Regions from separate parts of the Zea mays genome. Here region 1 is linked to region 2. Evidence: chromatin contacts called from public Hi-C data. All regions are on one chromosome and are shown on one strand. The core of a region is the stretch at or near the end of the contact, and the rest is flanking DNA. Distances in the headings are between cores, read along the strand shown.

What was found. A called contact is a pair of places that touch in the nucleus more often than the background predicts.
Region 1: a Hi-C map of ear shows a contact between it and region 2, with 2.7 times the contacts expected there. The contact joins the promoter of LOC100273395 here to the promoter of LOC100281916 in region 2. A contact is called at or near these places in 3 of 25 Hi-C or Micro-C datasets (ear, tassel and an unstated tissue).

The regions. Positions count from the first base shown.
Region 1 is chr1:64,026,053-64,030,377 of Zm-B73-REFERENCE-NAM-5.0, forward strand. LOC100273395 reads right to left here and starts at 2,580. Exons shown (of 10, transcript NM_001360245.1): 1 at 2,211-2,580. The coding sequence starts at 2,287.
Region 2 is chr1:63,768,904-63,773,318 of Zm-B73-REFERENCE-NAM-5.0, forward strand. It overlaps LOC100281916, which reads left to right and starts at 1,365. Exons shown (of 6, transcript NM_001154835.2): 1 at 1,365-1,509; 2 at 2,514-2,601; 3 at 2,603-2,873; 4 at 3,203-3,307; 5 at 3,394-3,441; 6 at 3,807-4,364. The coding sequence starts at 2,591. The coding sequence ends at 4,049. LOC103635345 reads left to right here. Exons shown (of 20, transcript XM_035963923.1): 18 at 118-219; 19 at 312-383; 20 at 461-939. The coding sequence ends at 745.

The DNA of each region.
Region 1 (4,325 bases), core at 1,330-3,829, 260 kb after region 2:
GTTTCAGTGACAGTTGACATATTCAAAACAATCCATAAATCGTCTCCCAGTGACCAAAAAAAGGTAGAAAAGATAACATCAGTCCAGTTCATTAAATTGAATCATCTAACTGCCATAAGCACAGATCAACCAACAGTACCTAAGTCATAATGTCATTCAAGAATGAGATTGGCATTCAAGCTAACATTTCCAAAACTAAATATCCACCTGGACAACTATTTGTCATGTAATCACCAAATAAAGTAAGCTTTCCTTTTAGAAAATAAGTTAAGCATGGATTTCCAGACAAAGAGCAATTCTAAGAATTCAAGCTCAGTAGTGTCAAGGAAAGACATAGTATAACCCTATGATGCATGGATACGTGTGGCAGGGTCTGTATCCCGTATCAGATATGTACCTAATACAGATACGGCTCCGATGTGTGATAGATACTTATCAGAGAAATAACAGTAAAAATAGATACAGAAATATGTGATACGTCGGCCAACACGTATCTGGCTGGTTGCTCCAGCCCAATAACTGCCCTTTTAACCCTACGTTCTACTGCATGCATGCGACAACCCCGATCAATCTCGTGCCGCCAGCCCACCACCCACATGGGCAAACATCTCCAGCCGCTGAAGAGACACTGGTGAGGAAACTCCACCACGACCACCGCGGAGACAAGCCTCCACTGGCAACCCCACAGACCATGATGAGTTCCCACTCCCCTGATAGCGACAAAACTCCCCCACTGCACCATGACCATACCCGCAAGCTGCGATGACTTCACCACGCCACAGCCACCTGTGAGTTTATTCTTATTTGGTCTTTCCATTCCCAACCTAGTCTTCATATTATCGAACTAGTCATCCTGTTCTCGACCTAGGTCTTCTCCGTTCCCCTTCGGCTCTACCTGTCTCCCCGATAGTCTCCTCAGTTCTTGATTTTTCCAGCCACCATGAGTAGATGGTAGCAACAAGTTCCCACTCCCCTGATAGCGACAAAACTCCCCCACTGCACCATGACCATACCCGCAAGCCGTGATGACTTCACCACGCCACAGCCACCTGTGAGTTTATTCTTATTTGGTCTTTCCATTCCCAACCTAGTCTTCATATTCTCGAACTAGTCATCCTGTTCTCGACCTAGGTCTTCTCCGTTCCCCTTCGGCTCTACCTGTCTCCCCGATAGTCTCCTCAGTTCTTGATTTTTCCAGCCACCATGAGTAGATGGTAGCAACAAACGTGCGTAGTCATAGCACTAGCGCTAGGCCTGCTGATATTGCAAGAGAACAAAGAAAAGGGAAAAGAAGCTTGAATTGCATGAACCAAGCCTCCCCCTGCCACACTTGAGCAAGAAATGTAGTTCTATGTTCCTTTTGTCTGCTACTGCAACACTGGTTCTATTATTTTAATATGCACAACTATTTATAGTTATTAAAAGAACACTAAAACATATCGACATATCGTGATTTGGGGGAAATGCTATCTGCGTATCTGTATCCACTTGATACCAATACATGTATGTGTATCCACTGGATACAGATACACGTATCCATGCTCGTGCTGCATAGGTCTAATCCTACAAAAGCGTTTTTTATATATTTTGCAACTTTGATGTATGTAACTTGTATAGGTATGAATTTGGCTTATGTGAAAAAAGGAGACACGATAAACCAATACAGCAGCTGCAGAATCTGATATATCGATTCCAATACCTGATTCAGGTATGAACAGTGGTGGCAACAAATTAGGCAGTAATAAACTTGCATTACCACTTGATGCAGCAGGGATGCTTAGAAGCGTTACAAATACGAAACTGTGCACCATGTACATTACTGGCAGTGTCAGATGCATCTTAGACAAACAAGGGAACAGGAACAGCCTTCTAAATACATTACTAGCAGTGTAAAACCCATCTTGAAGGACCATGAGTGTCTTGGCACCAAAATTAATATGCTTGGCCCACAATTTTGTTGTTGCTTCAGTGGTCCTCCTGGCTGAAGCTCCTAGATCCTAACGCAGTAACGCGGATTTACCCCCTGTTGTAGCAAACCTTTTACTCTTCCAGCCACGAACGATTCGCTTTTTTTAAAAAAAAAATATCCTTTGGCCCAGAGCAAGTGGAAAGCGCGCGGCAACCTCTCCGCTGACCCGTCGGGCGCCTGCCGCTTCTCCAGGGCGCAGTCCAAAAGCAGCAGAGGCGAGGGAGGGAAGTCATGAACTCACTGGAGGGCGCGGAAGATATCGTGGATCTCTCCGTCGATCTGCTCGAGCTCCGGGGTCATGGGCACGTCGCTCGCCATGGCGGCCCCTCACTCCGACCCGGTGTCCCCTCGGCCTCCCAGACCGAAGAACCCTGGTACGGGAACTTACTCAAACCGCCATTCCCGGTGGGGTCCGGTGGATGCGGAGAGGGACAGGAGGAGACGGAGGATTTGGGGCTAGTGGAGGGGGAGGCCGAGAGGGGGACGGGGACGGGGACGGAGAGGAAGACGACGAGGAAGAGGAGCAGTTGGGGATTTGGGGTCCACAGTGAGTAGGGCCTAGGGCTTGGCTCCTGGGCTGGCTGGCGTATTAGCTGGGGTTTAGAATGGAATATGTCGAAACAGCGCGGCCGAAGAAAGCGATGCAGGGCAAGATATCGTTGTTAACGTCGTGGTTATTATAACTCAGTGGCTAACTCAGTGGAGAGAGACAGAGAGAAGCGACAAATGACAGGACTGTCGTTTGTATTCCACAGATCATTACATTTATATACAAGTGAAGGGGTGTATCCCAAGAGGTGTGTCCCTTGGGAAAACTGTCGCACCCCTTGGATTGATCACATATATAATATTTTGTAACACTCCCCCTTGATCAATCCAACTTCATTTGATGATCTGTCAGATGTTCTTCCAAGATCTTATCTCCTCAAAAACCCTGTGGGAAAAATAAGGAGTACACAATGTCTTTTGGATAATGAGAATAATCTCACACGAACTCCAAAAGAAAATATGCTTGTAATCATCATTCGTAAAAAAAAACCCTGTGGGGAAAATCAATGATGAAGCATATAGCTTAGTTGATATTACCTCGTTAAAAACTTTGGATGAGAAAACCTCAATAAGGCAAAACTCATACAAAGAAAAGAGTGTAATATGATGGTTCAAAACAGGTCAAATATCATGGAGAATTACTCCCCCTGATTCTTGCAAGCACTTAAGTCTTCTCGTACCAATCCCCTCAACACATTTCTGAAACGTGGAGTATGGTAGAGATTTTGTGAATAGATCAACAAGATTATCACATGACTTTGTTTGCAAGATATTCATATCTCTATTTTCCTGTTTCCATCTGAACAACACAAACTCAATTATCCTTATGGATAATGGTCAATGGTTCAATTGAGCCACAATACGACATTGTTCTCCAATGGACCTCTAGCCCAAAGAACAATAATATGTCTATAGCCATCATCGCAAAAACCCCCGTGGGGAAAATAAATGATGAGACATATAACTCAGGCTAATATTTCTCCAAGATAATCTAGTCAGAAAATCTGAGAAATCAACATATCAGCCGAGTCTCCTTAAAAACCCAACGGGAAAAATAAGGAGAGTAGTCATACTCTATTGTTGATCCATTTGAACTCTAGGGATATAAACTCATATCCTAGTTCAAATACAACAATAACTATGTCATAATGTATCATCCTTGAAAACCTCTACGGGAAAAATAGATGATACGACATAGACCTTGTGTTGATGTTGTCTCGTTAAAAACTTTGAATGAGAAACCCAAGCAGGGAAAAACTCATGCGAAGAAAAGAGTACAACATGATGTATAAACAAGTTCTTTCGATCAAGAGGGAAACTCCCCCTGATCTTTACAAAACACTAAGTCATCCCATACCTGCTCTCAAACACATCTAAAATGTGGAGTAAGTAGAGACTTAGTTCGTAACTTGTTTTTCATCTAAACAACACAAAGTAATATTATCTTCATAGATAATAAGGTCACTGATATAAAATCATGACCACCACATACCCTCTGTATGTAGTATATCATTCTGTACAATCCCACGAAGTGTACTATAGAATGATTAGTGTAAGTGACCATTAATCTCTGTTGATTAACATTTATCAAACAGTAGGTCCAACTTACCAGAAGTATGTCATTTGATCTTGTACCTGGGGATCTTCTATAGATATCCAAGATCAATATATCCAAACATAAGGAGAGCATGAGTACACCTGGAGATCATAACTCGATCTCATGTGCTGTTAGCTAGCAAATCATTGCAAAGCAATATCCTGCCGGATGCTCTTGCAAGATACAATAGCACATCTCATGATCTGAAAG
Region 2 (4,415 bases), core at 115-2,614:
GAACTTGTTAACCGATTCTTTTTGTTTGCTCGGTGGCGCTTTTTTTTTGGGTGTTTGAAAACAAAGTTATGTGATGCTAAAGCTGAATTAGCAATATATTTTCATTTACTCGAGCAGGTGCTGGACACAAATCCTGTGCATGCGAAAGCTCTTTACCGCCAAGGAATGTCCTACATGTTACTCGGGGAATTTGATGATGCGAGGAATGATTTTGAGAAGGTTGGTAACACCACGCTCGAGTCAGTCGAGTGCCATGTTTAAATATGCGTCACCTTGTCTAATCTACACGTGATTGCATTCTCGTATTATAGATGATTACCGTTGACAAGTCATCAGAACCGGACGCTACAGCTGCCCTCCTTAAACTTAAGCAGAAGGAACAGGTACGCAAGAGAGCAACATTAACCCAAACCGTTTAAGCTTTGGAGCTAACAACAAAATGGCAATATATGTAAATCAGGAAGCTGAAAAGAAGGCGAGGAAGCAGTTCAAAGGGCTCTTTGACAAGAAGCCGGGAGAGATATCTGAAGTTGGTGTAGAATCAGAGGGTGGAAAGGATGCGGGTGATGCAAGGGGCTCTGGTGAGGCAACAAGTGCTGATAGAGGTGCAAATACAATGGATAGTCCGACCAGAGAATCAGAGTACGCATTCGAGGAAGAGAGGCCTGGGCTTCTTGGCCGCTTGTGGCCTTCTGCGAGGAGGATCTTCTCGTCTGTTGGCATAAACAGGTGTACAATACTATAAGGTGTTTAATTCCTACTAGGGTGACTTTGGAAATCATGGTGGTGAAGATGAACTGCCCCGAGGTTTGTGGTGTTTATTAGAGTTTCCTGACGACGAAAAAAATGGCGAGGAATGTTTGGATGTATGGAAAACGAACCGTGTGCATGATAATGTAAAAAATGAGAAATAAATTGCAGGGAATTTTATTCGTAGTTTGGATGGTGCGTTTTAGTGACGGTGATGCCACTGTGCATGCAGCGTGCCATCATCAAGTAGCAGAGGACCTACCATTCATCTCACCACTCAGCCAGAGCAGGAATGTCGCCGCATCCGGAGCATACACTCCGGGAAGCTGGAACCGCACGAGTGCCATGTGGTTTCGGGAACTAACCAAGCAAACTGAAGGCGCGCGCGGCGCCGCGGACTTGGGTTGGCGTCCCGGTTCCGGCACGGCGCTCTCGATGACTGGATTGTCGATGACTCGATTGTCGTGTACTCGTGTGGTGCCATATCCTCTCCTCGGCTAAGCTGGCTCCCCACCCACCCCGCTGACACGTGGGCCACCCCACCCGGCTGTGACGTGGACGCGCGCTTATTTTATCATCAGTAAAGTAAGCACTGGACTTGAGTCAGAAAAGCCGCTCTTCTTCCGTTCCGCCCGCCCGCCCGCTTCTCTCTCCCGCCCCAACCCGCGAGACCGCCGGCAGCTCAGGGCAGGAGGAGGAGCGGCTTCAATTCGTCCCCGCGCCGCGCGCTCAGGACCCGCCCCCGCTGCCTCTCCCGAGGTGAGCAACGCCTTTCCTCCTCCTCCTCCTCCAGCAGCAGCAGTTGTCTGTTTAATTTGGGTCGACAGCTCTCTCCCCCAATGGTCTCGTCTGGGGAATTTTGGTTTCAATCTGGATTTGGGACTCCTCCCTTGTGTTCTTCTAATCGACGCCATATACGATGGTTTGTCAGTTAACCCAAAAACACTACACTCTGTAACCGAAAAACATTATTTTGCACGTAGACTGTTCGTAGAGTGGAGTTTAAATATAAGTATGAAAATAGATAAACTGTAGAGATAGCCTAAGAAGGTGTTTGGTTTCTAGGGACTAATGTTTAGTCCCTACATTTTATTTCATTTTAGTTCCAAAATTGTCAAATATAGAAACTAAAACTTTATTTTAGTTTCTATATTTAGCAATTTATAGACTAAAAAGAAATAAAATGAAGGGACTAAACATTAGTCCCTACAAACCAAACACCCCTTAACACTGTATTGATAGAGCACGTTACTGACTCCGGGCTTGGTTGGCCTCGACGAGCTTTCCATTCTCTGATGCAGCCCGGAGCTCTGCAACCGAGCTTGCTTGTCCAGCTTAATTATTTTCGATACTACTCTGGGTCTGGCCGCCGGGAGACGTCTGCGTCGTCAGTCGGTTTCAGGATGGCTTCTCCGCTCCGTGGCGTCCTTCCCATCACACATCCATCCATAGAAAAAATGCTTGCCTTCTTCCTACCGTTTGATCATATATACACGCAACTGGTTCGATTACATACAGCACAGGACCACACTACATTATATCTGCGAAGACTGCGATCGGCCTCCCATTTGCATGATTAAATATTTGCCGAATGTCTTTATACGTGTGTAAATGCACTCGTGCTGGATAAGCAGCCTCTGGTCCAAGAAAAAAAAAAGTGCGCTCGTGCTGGGCTGGGCAGTTGCCACAGTCCATGCTTTCCCCACTGCAGTACCTGCTTTTAATTACTGATATTAGCAACCTCTCTCTCTCTCCCTCTCCAGGGTTCCAGGTTCTCATCAGGCAGAGGCAGAGGTCACCTTCTGCTGCTCAACGCAACACTGCACATACATACATACAGATGGGTTCCGACTTCCGAGGGGCCTTCTCCCGTCACCACCACCGTCCACGTCACTGGGTTCAAGAAGTTCCACGGAGTCGCCGACAACCCCACCGAGAAGATCGTGCGCAACCTCGCGTCGTTCATGGACACCAGAGGGCTGCCCAAGGGCCTGGTGCTCGGGAGCTGCACCGTCCTCGAGGCCGCCGGGCAGGGCGCGCTTGGCCCACTGTACCAACTGCTGGAGTCCACCGTCGTCTCCGGCCGGGGACGTGGGATGCCGGCTCAGGAGCGAGTGATTCTGGTAGGGTAGCGCTTCTCCACATCATATATCAGTGTACAGACCAAATTAACTAGTTTGGAGAAGCAGTTTTGTTAACTTCGTTCACCTGATCATATATGTTAGCATACGAAGTGAATTACCTGAGCAAGTATGAAATCCAGATAGTTTGGAGAAACTGGTTAATACTTTAATGTTGAGAATAGGCGACTGTGTTCTTCAGTCTTTTTTTTTTTTGCATGGAACATGTGCTAGTGTTTTCGTCACCTGAATTTGTCATGATAAAACTCGCTTTAGTTGCTCATATTCATTTAATCTAAACAAATCAATTTATGTTTATGCAACGTTTTCAGCTCCATTTTGGCGCCAACAGTGGTTCACATAGGTTTGCGCTTGAGAATCGAGCTGTCAATGAAGCTACTTTCCGTTGCCCTGATGAGCTAGGATGGAAACCACAGGTTTGCTATAATTTTACGGTTGCTCTCATGTACAAGCATGTTAATTCTTTGTGTCATTATATCTTCTTGGTTTCTTTACACTCCAGAGGACGCCTATCATATCATCCGATGGAAACATCTTACACGCAAGACAGGTACATTTTAACAATTGTTTCCAAAAAATAATTATGAGCATTTCATTTGGAAAACTAGCGTTTCACATTATGCTGTTTACTTGGTGTCCTACATAGTCTCTGTTTTAATAAATCTACTGTCCGTCGATTGCATTCTTTTCATTTCCAAGAGTGCAAGCAAAGTATTGATTTCCCTTTGTTAAACCTAGAGCTATCACTTCAATGCACCACTCTCGTTATCCACTGTACGTACATGTTCATCTTCGGATCATTGATCTCTCCAGCTTCTACATCAATGATTGTTTGCACAACTCTGTTTCCTGCTACCTGTTAGTTATCTTATCATGTGCATCAGCTGAACTACGTTTCTTTTCATGATCAAGCAGACCACACTGCCACTGAAGGAAATAAGCAAGTCTCTCCAGCAAATGGGATATGATGTGATGCCTTCAGATGACGCTGGTCGATTTGTGTGCAACTATGTCTATTACCACTCGCTTAAGTTTGCAGAGAAGCATGGCATCACGTCTCTCTTCGTTCATTTCCCCCTCTTCCTGGCAATTGATGAGGAAGTTCAGATGCAATTTGTTGCCTCCCTTCTTGAAGTCCTCGCTTCCTTGAACTTCTAGTAGTAACCTGATGGTAGATCTATCTCTTCCAGCGGTGTATTGTTCCCAATTTATTTGGAAGGGTTCCCAATTTACATGTGGAGTGAATAAGAATGAGGAATCATTCATGGAGTTATGTGTGCTTCAAAATGTGTAAAAAAACAGCTCTTCTCAAAGAACATGTCCAGGCAGTACAGATGTACAAATATCCAAAGTGGTTTATATGACAGGTGCTATTGTTCTCAGAGATGTGTTTCACTCTGTTCTTTGACATTTACAGAAACATTTTTCTGATCATCAGATCATATGTAATAAAGTAACTTACAAACATGGTGCAACGATCTGTGTTTTTCAATATTTTAAATCACTAAGATAGTGTTTGCTTCC